Linked DNA regions of Mus musculus: all the other regions are linked to region 2. The links are chromatin contacts, called in public HiChIP or PLAC-seq and promoter capture Hi-C maps. All regions are on one chromosome and are shown on one strand. The core of a region is the stretch at or near the end of the contact, and the rest is flanking DNA. Distances in the headings are between cores, read along the strand shown.

What was found. Promoter capture Hi-C pulls out the DNA fragments that hold promoters and counts their contacts. HiChIP or PLAC-seq counts read pairs in DNA pulled down with a chosen protein or histone mark.
Region 1: a contact with region 2 is called in a promoter capture Hi-C map of the C10 cell line, with 7 times the contacts expected there. The contact joins the enhancer-like site here to the promoter of Cd1d1 in region 2. A contact is called at or near these places in 10 of 39 promoter capture datasets (3T3-L1-derived adipocytes, the C10 cell line, cranial neural crest and 6 more), 2 of 484 Hi-C or Micro-C datasets (the STO cell line and embryonic stem cells), 4 of 115 datasets of contacts at active chromatin or transcription factors (bone marrow-derived macrophages, embryonic basal ganglia, large pre-B cells and 1 more) and 1 of 9 other capture datasets (macrophages).
Region 3: an H3K4me3 HiChIP or PLAC-seq map of neural tube shows a contact between it and region 2, with 4 times the contacts expected there. The contact joins the promoter of Etv3 here to the promoter of Cd1d1 in region 2. A contact is called at or near these places in 3 of 39 promoter capture datasets (frontonasal cranial neural crest and liver) and 11 of 115 datasets of contacts at active chromatin or transcription factors (bone marrow-derived dendritic cells, bone marrow-derived macrophages, embryonic midbrain and 5 more).
Region 4: a contact with region 2 is called in an H3K27ac HiChIP or PLAC-seq map of large pre-B cells, with 8 times the contacts expected there. The contact joins the enhancer-like site here to the promoter of Cd1d1 in region 2. A contact is called at or near these places in 6 of 39 promoter capture datasets (the 3T3-L1 cell line, cranial neural crest, hematopoietic stem and progenitor cells and 2 more), 2 of 115 datasets of contacts at active chromatin or transcription factors (embryonic limb bud and large pre-B cells) and 2 of 9 other capture datasets (embryonic stem cells and liver).

Annotation. Positions count from the first base shown.
Region 1 is chr3:86,310,994-86,314,221 of GRCm38.p6, reverse strand. The region is part of intron 13 of Lrba (LPS-responsive beige-like anchor); the gene reads right to left. Among named protein-coding and RNA genes, the nearest start is that of Gm26343, 37 kb to the right of the region's middle. Within about 2 kb of position 1,756, at least 6 of the 459 cell types and tissues checked have an H3K27ac peak or open chromatin away from gene starts, as enhancers often do.
Region 2 is chr3:86,998,001-87,001,082 of GRCm38.p6, reverse strand. It overlaps Cd1d1 (CD1d1 antigen), which reads left to right and starts at 1,754. Exons shown (of 6, transcript NM_007639.4): 1 at 1,754-1,891; 2 at 2,178-2,450; 3 at 2,733-3,011. The coding sequence starts at 1,831.
Region 3 is chr3:87,524,087-87,527,003 of GRCm38.p6, reverse strand. It overlaps Etv3 (ets variant 3), which reads right to left and starts at 1,426. Exons shown (of 5, transcript NM_001083318.2): 1 at 1,345-1,426.
Region 4 is chr3:86,195,154-86,198,322 of GRCm38.p6, reverse strand. No RefSeq gene overlaps it. Among named protein-coding and RNA genes, the nearest start is that of Gm23025, 5.3 kb to the right of the region's middle. Within about 2 kb of position 1,647, at least 48 of the 459 cell types and tissues checked have an H3K27ac peak or open chromatin away from gene starts, as enhancers often do. A contact at or near this core is called in hematopoietic stem and progenitor cells, where this site is marked.

The DNA of each region.
Region 1 (3,228 bases), core at 507-3,006, 690 kb after region 2:
ACTCTCACGCCGCGAGCATGAACTGCTCATTTTCTGCCTAGTGGGTATGTATGTATGTGTGTACACACACAGAGCATACACAATCTCCCCTTAGACTGAATTACTTCCATGCGTTTGCCGCTGCACATTTACATTACCTTCCTGGACACTGGGTATTTTCATTTTCAACCCTGTGCTGAGACTTGTTGTTGCTTGGGAATTTTTCTAAACAAACAAGTATTAAGTACATACCTCTTAGATGCCCTATAAATAACCAATTTAACATTTAACTAGTAATCAGAATAGTAGATATGTTTCTTAAAAAAAAAAAAAAAAAACCAATGGCGCTTAACTGGATTAAACCAGGGTTTAGAATACAATTGGAGTATAGAAAAAAAGTTTTCAGGTAATTTGTTGCATCAAAATGTTTTTGATATATTTACTGCTGTTAAAATGGGTAGCCCCAACCTATCTGTCACTGAAGCAATACAATACTTCTTATAACATACTTCAAGTTCTTAAGTACTTTATTTCAAGTCAAAAATATTTACATGTACCTATATACTTAGCACTGGATTGAGGATTATAATGACACACATGCCATCCCTCATACTAAAATGCAGTTAAGGAGATAAAAATTACACACAAAAAAACACTCAAGCCATAAAAGCAGACACTGAGCCATGACCAGGTCCACGTCAAGGCTGAGGACACTCGCACAACATGTGCAAAGCACTGGGCTCAATCACCAGCACCTTAAGGACACACAACAAAGGGTAAGGCAGTGTCTCAGGATGTTAAACACAGTGACTTCAGGGCAGAGAGGGTTAGATACAGAACGGTTAGATACAGAGTATCTGTAGGGAGACCCTCATCAATCAAGAAGCATGAGGCAAGGCTTTGAAGGCAGAAGTAGCAGTGCAAGCAGACAAAAGGAAAGGAAATTTCCAACAAGAAAAATAGTGGTTAAAGGGAGCAATCATTTTCCAAACCTACCTGTGCATTAAAAGAGCTAGAAAACATTTTTTTTTAAACATTATGAAGCCTTAGTCATACTCCACACTAATATGGACAGAGTAGGATTCTGCTGTTACTTTTTTGTGTTTAAAAACTTACCCCAACTGATTCAGAGAGCATCCAAAACTGGGGAACCACTCTAGTGATTCCTTATGGTACCTGCTAACTTACTGAGGAAATTTGAATTTCTACATTACAAAACATAGAACTAACAGAAAGGCTTGAAGCTAGCTTTGAGATTACCTTACTCTGAAATTAACAGAAAACTAAAGTCTGAAAGAGACTAAGAAAGGTTATGATGAGGATGTCATGTTTGGACCATACAGGAAGACCAGTGTGGTGATGCGAACCTGTAATCCCAGAACTTGGGAGACAAAGGCAAAAGAATCCTAGCCTGAGACGGGCAGGCTACAAAGTGAGAACTAGGTCAGCCAGGACTTACAGAGCTAGACTCTGTCTCAAAAACAACAACGACAAACTATACAAGATTCCTTAAATAAATTAATAAATTGAATAAAAGGTAGACAAAATCAGATAATTTTAAAATGATATGACAGGGAAAATATAATGGATTTAATAGCAATATACATTGATAAATGAGAGTAAAGACCTCTATGTTAATTAGCAACAAACCTTCCTCCTCTTATCCACTCACCATACAGTCTAATCACACCGATGCAGCAACTATCTTTGTCACTATGTCTAATATCCATGAGTGCAAGAATCAAGCCTGTCTTGCTCACCACTCTACCCATACTGCCCAGAACGAAGTAGTTATTCCACAAATATTCTCTGAGTAAACAAAAGACCACTGCAGACCAGAAAATTGATAGTTCCTTCAAGGTCATTATAAGATTACCTCTGAGCAGATCTAAGGTAAATGAAACTGTGAGACTCCAAGGAGCTCCTCACTCCCTTCCCAAAACAAAGGTTGGATCATACATCTACAGCTCCAACTTCAGGACTACAGGAGGGTTCACACTGACTCTACAGCAGCCCACACAGCGCTGTAGCCTAGTGTAACACGCACTGCACTGTGCTCTTTAAAAAAGCTTGCTCTCACCCTGCAAGCTGCATGCCCTGCCAGTCAAACAATCCAGATCTGTCCTTTGCTATAAATGTGTTTATGATAAACTAAGAGCAAATAAAATTCTTTATGTATATACCAAACAAACAGCTGACTGAGAATGTTAATTTAACATCAACGCAATTACAAATTCTAAAAAGGTAATTAAGGAAATTTAGTTAAAAGTGTAAAAAAATAAATTGTGAAAATATTAGGAACATGGAGAAGTCATGTAATTAAATTTAAAGTAAAAAACACTCCTCTCCATCTAGATATGTAATAAGACGCTTTCTGACAACTTCAAAAGAGACACAAAGCCTTACAAATATGCTGGCTAGTAAGACAAAAAAAATGTCTAGTAAAAGAGTTTTAAAGTAACTTGAAACAATCTTTGAAAGAAATAAGACTGAGGGTCATAGAAGAGAAAGAGGTCAAATTTAACCTGGAGATAAAAAGCTACAACCTCCAGCTGCCTCCTCTGATTATTTCCAAATGGCAATCACAGTCGGCAGCTGTGTTTCTCTTTACCATTTGAAAAGACTGGCTCAAAATAAGATATTATGACCCCAGAAGAGAAAGTCTGCAGACATTTTTTTCCTGACAATTAGAGTAAGTATGTGCTATAATAGACACAGTGAGTGGGCAAAGGGGGAGGGGAAATGGTAACAGGGGTTAAAATAACACCATTTCTAAGAAAAATTGTAAATACAGATGAACATAATTATACAACTTGGTAAAACTTTATTTCAAATTAACTTAATATTAATACTAAGTTTTTAGGACAACTAATAGATCAGAGTTTGTTAAAGATTTTGTTCACAAACTCTGTTGTAAATTTGTTTATGTTCACATAGGAATAAGTAGTTTGTTGTCAAAGCACTACAAAATTACTTGGCAAACATGTGAGAATTTTCTGTTTTTTAATATTAATATTAACATTTAATGAGGCCACTATATTATGCCTTCAATGAAATGTGGTATTTCAGCTCTGGTTGTAAAATGAAACCCGAGTTCATCACCATCCTGGCTGAAGTGAAGTACGCACAGAAGAGGCAGACAACAGCAACAGGAAATGATGCGATGAAATGGAGAGAGGGAAGAGAGGGAGAAGCAATGTGTGTGTGCACGAGTGTGTGTGCATCATGCTAGTGTGTGTGCACGCATGT
Region 2 (3,082 bases), core at 505-3,004:
TTTGAACTATAAAAAATAATCATTGTTTTAACCTTTTATTTTTTAACAAAACTTTTCTCAAACTGTTGGGAGCAATATCCAGTAAAATCAGGTCTAGTGGATTAGAGCCACCTCCAGGAGCACAGCCAGGAGGGAGAAGCCTGCCCTCTAGGACTCTTACAACACTGGGGCCCAGGAGAGAAGGTTGGTGAAGGCAGAATGGGAGGAGTCAGGTTAGGCAATGTGATTCTCGCGTTCTGACAAGCCTCCAGCTGGGACAGCGAAGGGGTCAAACTAACATTTCTGTAATGACAAGGCCTATGTGTTAGGAAGAAAGGCCAACAAAGATAGCTGCCGCCCAGTGTGTGGAGATGGGCTGGCTAGCTTTCCAGTCTTTATTCACACTGTCTGGGAAGCTTGAGGAGGCTCTCTGAGAAAATTACATTGGAGTTTGAAGTCTGAGTGGACACTAGGCAGGCGCTTGGAGGTCAGAGGTCCCCAAGGGGTCTATTTGTGCAGAGATCTGAGGAAGAAGCTGTATCTAAGGGACGAAAGCATGTGAGACTTAGAGTAGGGTCCCAAACGATGCTCCAAGGCAAGCCAGAGCATGGGCAGAATGATCCTAGAGGCTATACCGATCAATGATGGGGTTTTTTCCTACCTCGTGGAAGGTATTTCATATAGTTGAAGCAGAAGGTTGCGGTTATGTTAAGGGTAGAGACATAGAGAAGAGGCCTACTTAGGAGACAAGGCAAAAAGACAGAGCAAAGCATACAACGGGGTGACTAAAAAGGAACGAGGAAGATGGTATCAGGATGCTTGCTGCAGGAGTACGATTTACCAAGGATGACTTCTCCTTTCTCACAGTAACTGAAATTTTGAGCAACTGTTTTTGTCACTACTTGTTTTAAGCGTGAGAAGTTGGGAATGGCCCTACAAACTCACAGGCGCGCCCTGTAATCTTACCTCTGTTCTCAAAAACAAGAGGTTCGGTATTTGCGAGTGAGTGGGAAAGACATCTGTCTGCAGGTGTATGGCCCGTGTTTTCGCTGTGCTGAAGCGCTTCGAGGGGGCACATCTCGTCACTTTTGGCTTTTCCTCACATCAGACTGACACAAGTCTTCGATTTTCGCAAATCATGACAGTACAATATACAGAACAAAATAAAAACTAAAAATAAAATATGCCTGTACTCTCCCAAAATGGAGTCGGGGACAGCCAGAGGGCAGGTAAGGCAAGGGAGAAAAGAAACCAGGGTAAGGGGAAAAAGAATCTGACATGGGAAACTGTGGGCATACGAAAGCTATGAAGGAACTTAACCCGCCTAGTCCTATCCTCTCAATGAACCACTAGAAGAATCACATCTATTATTATCATTATCATTATTTTAATGTGATATTTATAGATATCTGGGAGGATCCAAACTTGTAAATGGAGCACCTGCAGACAGCCCCTGCTAGCTAGACCAAAACGTCCCTTCTATTTTTCCCCTTGCATTTTTAATACCATCGGAGTTGTAACCGAAATACAATTTTGTCTTGCTTTCGATATTGAGACGATAGTCTCAACCTCATTCTTTAGTATAACGGAAAGACATTTTTGTTGTTGTTGTTTTGTTTTGTTTTGTTTTGTTTAAAAGTGGTTTGCGTAGCGGTTCTGAGTAAAGCTGCACTCCAACCCTCAACTACCAGGGGGTTTGGCTTTGTCAAAGAGTAATTTACCAATCGTGCCTGCGCGTCCTTCCGGGTTTTGCTGGCTCTGCACCAAAAACCCCAGAGCCTTTGTGTACCAGTCCGGGAGCAGAGTAAAGCGCAGAAGTCGGAGCCGAGGGCTGTGTAGAACTCTGGCGCTATGCGGTACCTACCATGGCTGTTGCTGTGGGCATTCCTACAGGTCTGGGGACAATCTGAAGGTGAGTGAGTAAAAGCGCACACAATCTAGAGAAGGGAGGAAGGGAGGGAGAAAGAGGCTGGCTACAAGCTCTGTGCAGTAGTGGGCGGGTGGAGGTGGGCTTCCCGGCTTGCAACAACAGTGGGAGGAGCAATGTATGGCTGCGGCTCAGGGCTTAGCTCAGTTCAGAACTACACTGAGCCTGCCTTTCCTTCCGCAAGCGCAGCTAAAGCTGAGCTTTTTCCTACTGCAGTCTGTCCTCAGACTGAGCCCACTCGCTAAGTTCTTTCCTTTTCCTTTGTTTCCAGCCCAGCAAAAGAATTACACCTTCCGCTGCCTGCAGATGTCTTCCTTTGCAAACAGAAGCTGGTCCCGCACAGACAGCGTGGTCTGGCTGGGGGATCTGCAGACTCACCGTTGGAGTAATGACTCAGCCACCATCAGCTTCACGAAGCCATGGTCCCAGGGCAAGTTGAGTAACCAGCAGTGGGAGAAGTTGCAGCATATGTTTCAAGTCTATCGAGTCAGCTTTACCAGGGACATACAGGAATTAGTCAAAATGATGTCACCTAAAGAAGACTGTGAGTGGAGGGGTTGGAACCCTGAACCCAGTGGGCAGGAGTGATCCAGACCCCAGCTGGATAACTGTGGGCATCGGGCATAGCTTCTCTTCTCTGTCCACCCTTATGGTTTTACTTCTGTCTAAAAGTAACCCTTGTCCCTTCTAAAAATAGCCCATTTCTGCTCTAGGGCACCATGATCATTTTCCTCAACTGGCACTTAACGATAATCTTCATACCAATTCCTTTCTTCCAAATCCCTTAATCATGAACTCTTTGGTCTCTGCCTACTCCTCCTTACAGATCCCATTGAGATCCAGCTGTCTGCGGGCTGTGAAATGTACCCTGGGAATGCTTCGGAAAGCTTTTTACACGTAGCATTTCAAGGAAAATATGTCGTGAGATTCTGGGGAACGTCCTGGCAGACAGTCCCAGGGGCCCCATCTTGGTTAGACTTGCCCATCAAAGTGCTCAACGCTGATCAAGGGACAAGTGCAACCGTGCAGATGCTCCTGAATGACACCTGCCCCCTATTTGTCCGTGGTCTCCTAGAGGCAGGGAAGTCAGACCTAGAGAAGCAAGGTCAGCTGGCTATTTTCACCCTGGCTCTCCACTTGGATCCATCTAGGTTTTTACATCACTGTCAGCTGTAG
Region 3 (2,917 bases), core at 177-2,676, 530 kb before region 2:
ACACTGTCCTTAATATCTGCTTTCTTCCTTGTGACCAACCGACCCTCCGACATAAGAGAGGGAAGGGAACAGTGAAAGAAGTCCAAAACGGCAGCAAAAGCAAGCCACACAGTTTGTTTTCTGTTGGTAGACAAGCCCAGATGCCAAGATACACAAGCCTGAATTCACCCAGACACACCAACTTAAGAAGTGGGAGAAAAAAAAAAATCCAAATCCCCTATTCAAAAAGGAACATCCGATCCTACGTATTTCTTGAATTGTGTGAGAAGGACATCTTCCAGTCAGAAACTGGGCTCACCTTCCAACAGTATTCTGAGATACAGAAAGTAAACATGTCCTGTGTACAGCCACTCCATACAAGAAACATGTCACTTTCCTAAAATTTTGTGAAAAAAAATGTTATGCCATCTACTTAACAGGGAAATAAAAAGGGTAAAGTAGGTACTTCAGATCGCCTGGCCGGTGGAGGAAGGCATCTTGCTAGGATCTGAATTCATTCCATGCAGATTTATAGTTCCTCAATAAATTTCCCGTTCCCAGCAGCAGACAGCTTTGTGTCAGTCCTTCAGCGAATAGGAGGAGAGGGTGAAACTGACCGGGAATGACGGAGGAGGAGAGACCTGACTTACTCTCATTACCCTGCAGGGTGGACAGCCCCCGGCACCAACCAGAGCAGGTCTGGAGCAACTGCAGGTGCTTCAGAGGCCCCAGGGTGGGGTGGGACAAATTCCTAATCTTGGAAATTTCATCTAACCTAGAATTCCTCTAGGTGTTCTGCATTTTCGTTGACGACAAATACACTAAGGAGAACAGTAAGTTTCAGTCCATGACAACCCTCGGGATCCAGGAGCTGACAAATGGCTCAAGGAAAGAGGCAACAGACAGACAGTGGCACACACAGGATATACACAAGTAACAAGGCACCAGGGCTGGGCAGAGCTTCCTCTCCCATTTCCGTGATGATGGGGTTGAAGAGACACCGATTTCTCCAAGGCTCTGGGACACTGTCCGGGACTAACTCCTACCCTGCGCTGTCGGATCGCAGGGCCCTTTCCCTGCTCCAGAACACCCTTCAGCCTGGTGTCCGTGGGCTCGCGCTGGCCGACGCCCGAGCCGGGCACCCTCTCCTCGATCCTCCGGCCCCCGATGTGCCCATCCAGCCCCTCGGAGCCCGCAGGCGCGTCTGCAGGTGTTCGCGACTCCCCCAGGGCGCTCGGTCACCCTCCCGGCCTGCGGCGGGGCTCGCCGCTCCCGCTGGTCCGCAGCGGCTTCCACGGCCGCCCTCATCCGCGTCCCTTCCGTCCTGCCCGCGCGGGCCGCGACCGCCGACGCCACCAGTCTCACCTCTCCGGCGCCGTCCGTCTCCACTCGGGCTCCTCCGCGGCAGCTCGGGCTCCTCCTCATCCACCCAGAAGGAAGTGACTCCGCGGCGGCTTTCGTCACTTCCACTCTGGGCCAGGGTGGGAGGGGGCGGTGTCGTGAGCGGCACGGCTTCCGCCCAGAAGGTACCGGTGCCCCTCCGTGGCTCGGAGGCCGCGGGGCTGGAACCCTCTGCAGAAGGAAGGCTCTTCCGCGCTGACAGGAGCACAGGAGCTTCAGAGGCACGTGCGAAGTTGGCCTTGCCTTGCACTGTTCCATTTTTAGTCCTGATCTGCCTCGTCCAAGTGTTACAGCGTGCACGACTTTGCCATTCAAACACCGCTCCCCCCTCCCTTTCCCTTTGCCTTTTGTTCCCGATTAAGCAATTACAATTTTGTCCCAGACAAATTTTGTTCAAGAGTTAGTGATAAGGGATGTGAAATCAGCTTCCGTAATTCCAAATGGTTCCCAGCCCTAGTTTCCCTCCAGAGGCAGTGTTGGGACCAGTAAAGGTTAAGTGGATGAGAGTGAAAAGTGGTGAAAAGTGGGGGAAGGCGAAGATGAGAGGCAGAATTGAAGTCTTCATCGAGTGCACGAGTGCGTAGCAACAACTTTATGCAATCACAACCTTTCCCTCCTGGGAACGACACAGAACATGGAAGTCTTACCATGATTTGTATCAAAGGTTGGCTTCTAGCTTTGGATATGCCTATTAGCACCTCCCTTCCCAGACTGGCCAATGAATTTGTAATTATCTCATGCTGTACTTGTGTGTGTAGGATTATAGGTATATACTACCACAACTGGCCTTCTGGCTTCTACTACTGTTTTGTTTGTTTTGCCAGAGGTCTTGACAATGTATCTCTGACTGCCCTAGAAAGCACTATGTAGAGACCCAGGTTGGCCTCGAACTCACAGAGATCTGCCTGCCTCTGCCTCACACTTGTTGGGATTAAAGATATGTGTCACAATGCAAGACTAATAATTGATAGTTCTTGAGGTCTTGAGATAAGTTCAGTACTCAGTATGGCCTAAGGTTACCTTACCTGCTTAAAAAGGAAGGACTAGTGTTGGTGAGGTCTAGTTTTCCCGCCCCTTCTAGTTTGAAAGTCAGTAAAATGAACAAAATTTAAATACCATTGAGAGGATTAGAAATATGAGCACTCTGAGCATAGAAATTGCTTTATAATGGTTTCCATCTTCTGTCCAGTCTAGAACACCATTTTCTATGTTTGGGTCTACAGAACAAATGCTAGGGTTTAGCCGAATCAGCAGTTCTCGACCTGTGGGTTGACCCCCTTTAGTAAGCCCCTATGTCTAAACCTATTTACATTGCAATTCATAACAGTAGCAAAATTACAGTTATGAAGTAGGAACGGAAATAATTTTATGGTTGGGGTCACCACAACATGAGGAACTGTATTAAAGGGTCACAGCATTAGGAAGGCTGAGAACCACCGAGCGAAATGAACATAACATTTTAGTCCTCTTGCCTTCAACTACTGATGGGCTTTGTTACCTCGGTTAAGTAGTCACTGTCACTTCCTCTTCTGTTTGA
Region 4 (3,169 bases), core at 398-2,897, 800 kb after region 2:
CCAAGTCATCTACAAAGATAGAAATGTCAGAATAGCATCAGATATCTTGTCAGCATTTCTAAAAGTTAAGAAAGCTCAAATAATATATCTGAAGCCCTAAAAGTTATAACTACCAACCAAGATCCATATCTAATAAACCTACTACATTTTAAATTTTATAGGAAAATAATCACCTATCAATACAAGCACAAAGTAAGGGAACTCATTATCACTGATCCAGTGTTACAGAATAATCCATGGAGAAGAGTAATGTGTACAGAAGGAGGACTCTCAGTTGCAAAAGAACAAGAATAAATGTAGAGAGGAGTAGATGAGAGAGCTAGGAGCCATCATGTCTTCACAGTCAACCAGCAGATCCTTAATCCTAATGGGGAAGAAGATAAAGTCAAACAATAATCCAGCCTATGAGAAAAGCAACAACATTATAGGAATTAGTAAATACTTCTCAGTAACAACTTGCCAAAAAGAGACATAGACTGGCTGGCTAGATTTAAAACTTAGATCCTATTCTCTGTGGTCTCTAAAAAACATATCTCATGAGTTTAAAAAGAAAAAAAAAATCCAAAGACTTAAGAATTAAAGAATAAAAAACATGGGGCTGGAGAGATGGCTCAGTGGTTAAGAGCACTGTCTGCTCTTCCAAAGGTCCTGAGTTCAATTTCCAGCAACCACATGGTGGCTCATAACCATCTGTAGAGGGATCTGACACCCTCTTCTGGTGTGTCTGGAAACAGTTACAGTGTAAACATATAAATAAACTAAATCTTAAAAAAAAGAGAGATAATAAAAAACATTTTATCAAGCAAATAGAAACCAAAACCAAATCAATATATCTATACAGATGTCTGAGAAGAGACTTGAACCAAAAAAGAAGAGATAAAAACTACTACATCTTTTTTCTTTTTTTTTTTTTTTTTTTTTTTTGGTGTTTTGAGACACGGTTTCTCTGTGTAGCCCTGGCTGTCCTGGAACTCCCTCTGTAGATCAGGCTGGCCTTGAACTCAGAAATCTGCCTGCCTCTGCCTCCCAAGTGCTGGGATTACAGGCGTGTGCCACCACTGCCCAACCAAACATCTTAATAAAGGGAAAGTTCATCTAAGAAGGTATAGCAATTGTAAATATTTCCCTAATTACTATAGATGCAAAAATGCTCAATGAAATTTTTGTAAATCAAACTCCAGAATCCATTAAGCAGTACCCACTTGACCAACTAAGTTTCATTCCAGGGATGCAACTTTGGTTCAATATATGGAAATCAATAAGCATTTTTATAAATAGATTCAAGAGCAGGGGTCATATGAACATTGTAATCAATACAGAAAAGCCTTCAGTAACCCTTCAAGATAAAAATTCTCTAAGAAACTATGAAAAGAGTTGTTGCCTTCTAAGCTAAGCATGCCAAAAGCACGTCATGGTTTTGACCTCGGTCTTTGCAGCAGAAATGTTAGAAAGTGCTCAAACTCTGAAGATATATATTTTGAGTATGGGTTTGAAGTCTAAAATATGAAAGAAAGGGAGAAGTAGGGCTAATTTTAAAGTTTCGTGCTTAAGCAGCTAGAAGAATTCAGTTGCCGTCAGTCAGATGGGAAGGCCACATCCTGTTGTAAATATAAGTCTGTGGGTTTACAGATGGGCTTTATTTCTTCATAGTGTTTCCTTAGTTATCAAAGTACACTGTTTCCTTTGGTGCATAGCAGGGTTGTTCTAGGAGCCCCTGCAGACAGCAGGATGCTCACATCCTTTATTTAAAATGGCTAGTGTTACAGAGCCTGCATAATTTATTTAATCTCTAGATTACTTTAGCTAAACTGCTAGTGCCCAGTGTAACGTAAATGCTGTACCAAGAGCTGAATGTTCAACACAGATGCAATGTTTTAAATGTTTTCTACTTGAGGTTAGTTAAACGTGGGGTGTGGACATGGTAGGTCTCAGGTCAGGACCACGTTTCACACCGATAGATGATTGTTTTTAACTATAAGGGATCTTTGTGCGCAGTTTTTACATTCCCAGTAAAGTGCTGGTAAGTGAGAAAAGCTTCCTAACTGTTCCTTTTAAGCATTCCGAGTGCCACCGCTGGTGTAGTTTGTGATCCTTGCTCTTGCTGTGCGGCTGAGATCCGGCTGGCACATCGTGGGCGGTTCGGCACAGTGATCCGAGCCGCCCCTGGTGCCGCGGTACGCTAATTGTAGGAATTATCTCTTGCTCAGCTAGCTTCTGAACAGAGAATTTCTGCTGTGATTATCCTCTGTCCTAAACCTCTCACCACAGTGTAAACAAACTATGCTTTCTGCTCCACAGGGAATATTTCACTCTCCTGTTCTATTTCTACAAATAGTTTAAATGTAAGTCTCTATGTGCCTTTCTTCTCATTTTATCTTTTGTGAAATAAAACATTTTTTAATTAAAACAAACAAACAAACAAACAAACTTGCACCTGTAGACCAGGCTGGCTTTGAACTGACAGAGATGGGACTGTCTCTGCCTCCTGAGTGCTGAGATTAAAGGTTTGTGCCACCACTGCCCCATGAAAAGTAAAACTCCTGCTGGGTGTGGTGGTGCACTCCTTCAGAGTGAGTTCCAGGACAGCCAGGGCTATACAGAGAAACCCTATCTCGAAAGAAAAAAGAAAAAGAAAGAGAGAGAGAGAGAGAGAGAGAGAGAGAGAGAGAGAGAGAGAGAGAGAAAGAAAGAAAGAAAGAAAGAAAGAAAGAAAGAAAGAAAGAAAGAAAGAAAGAAAGAAAGAAAGAAAGAAAGAAGAAAACGCCTAGCTCTTCTGGGCTTTACTCTTATTTCAACCAGGGTTATTAGACAAGTGTTTTATTTTCTTTAACAGAAATGCAAAGTCTCTCTCTCTCTCTATCTCTATCTCTCTCTCTGTGTGTGTGTGTGTGTGTGTGTGTGTGTGTGTGTGTGTGTGCATTGTATAGGCATATTTTTGTGTGCATATGTACAGGTACACATGGAGCTCAATGGTCAGACCTAGGCATCTGAGTCTTGTAGATAAGCTGGCCTTGAACTCACAAAGATCTGCCTGCCACATTACCAATATTAAAGGTATTTCCCTCCATACCACCTTATTTTTTGAGACAAGGTCTTTCACTGAACCTTGAGCACACCAATTTAGTTTATCTGCCTAACAAGCAAACTATAGGAATGGATCCTATCTCCT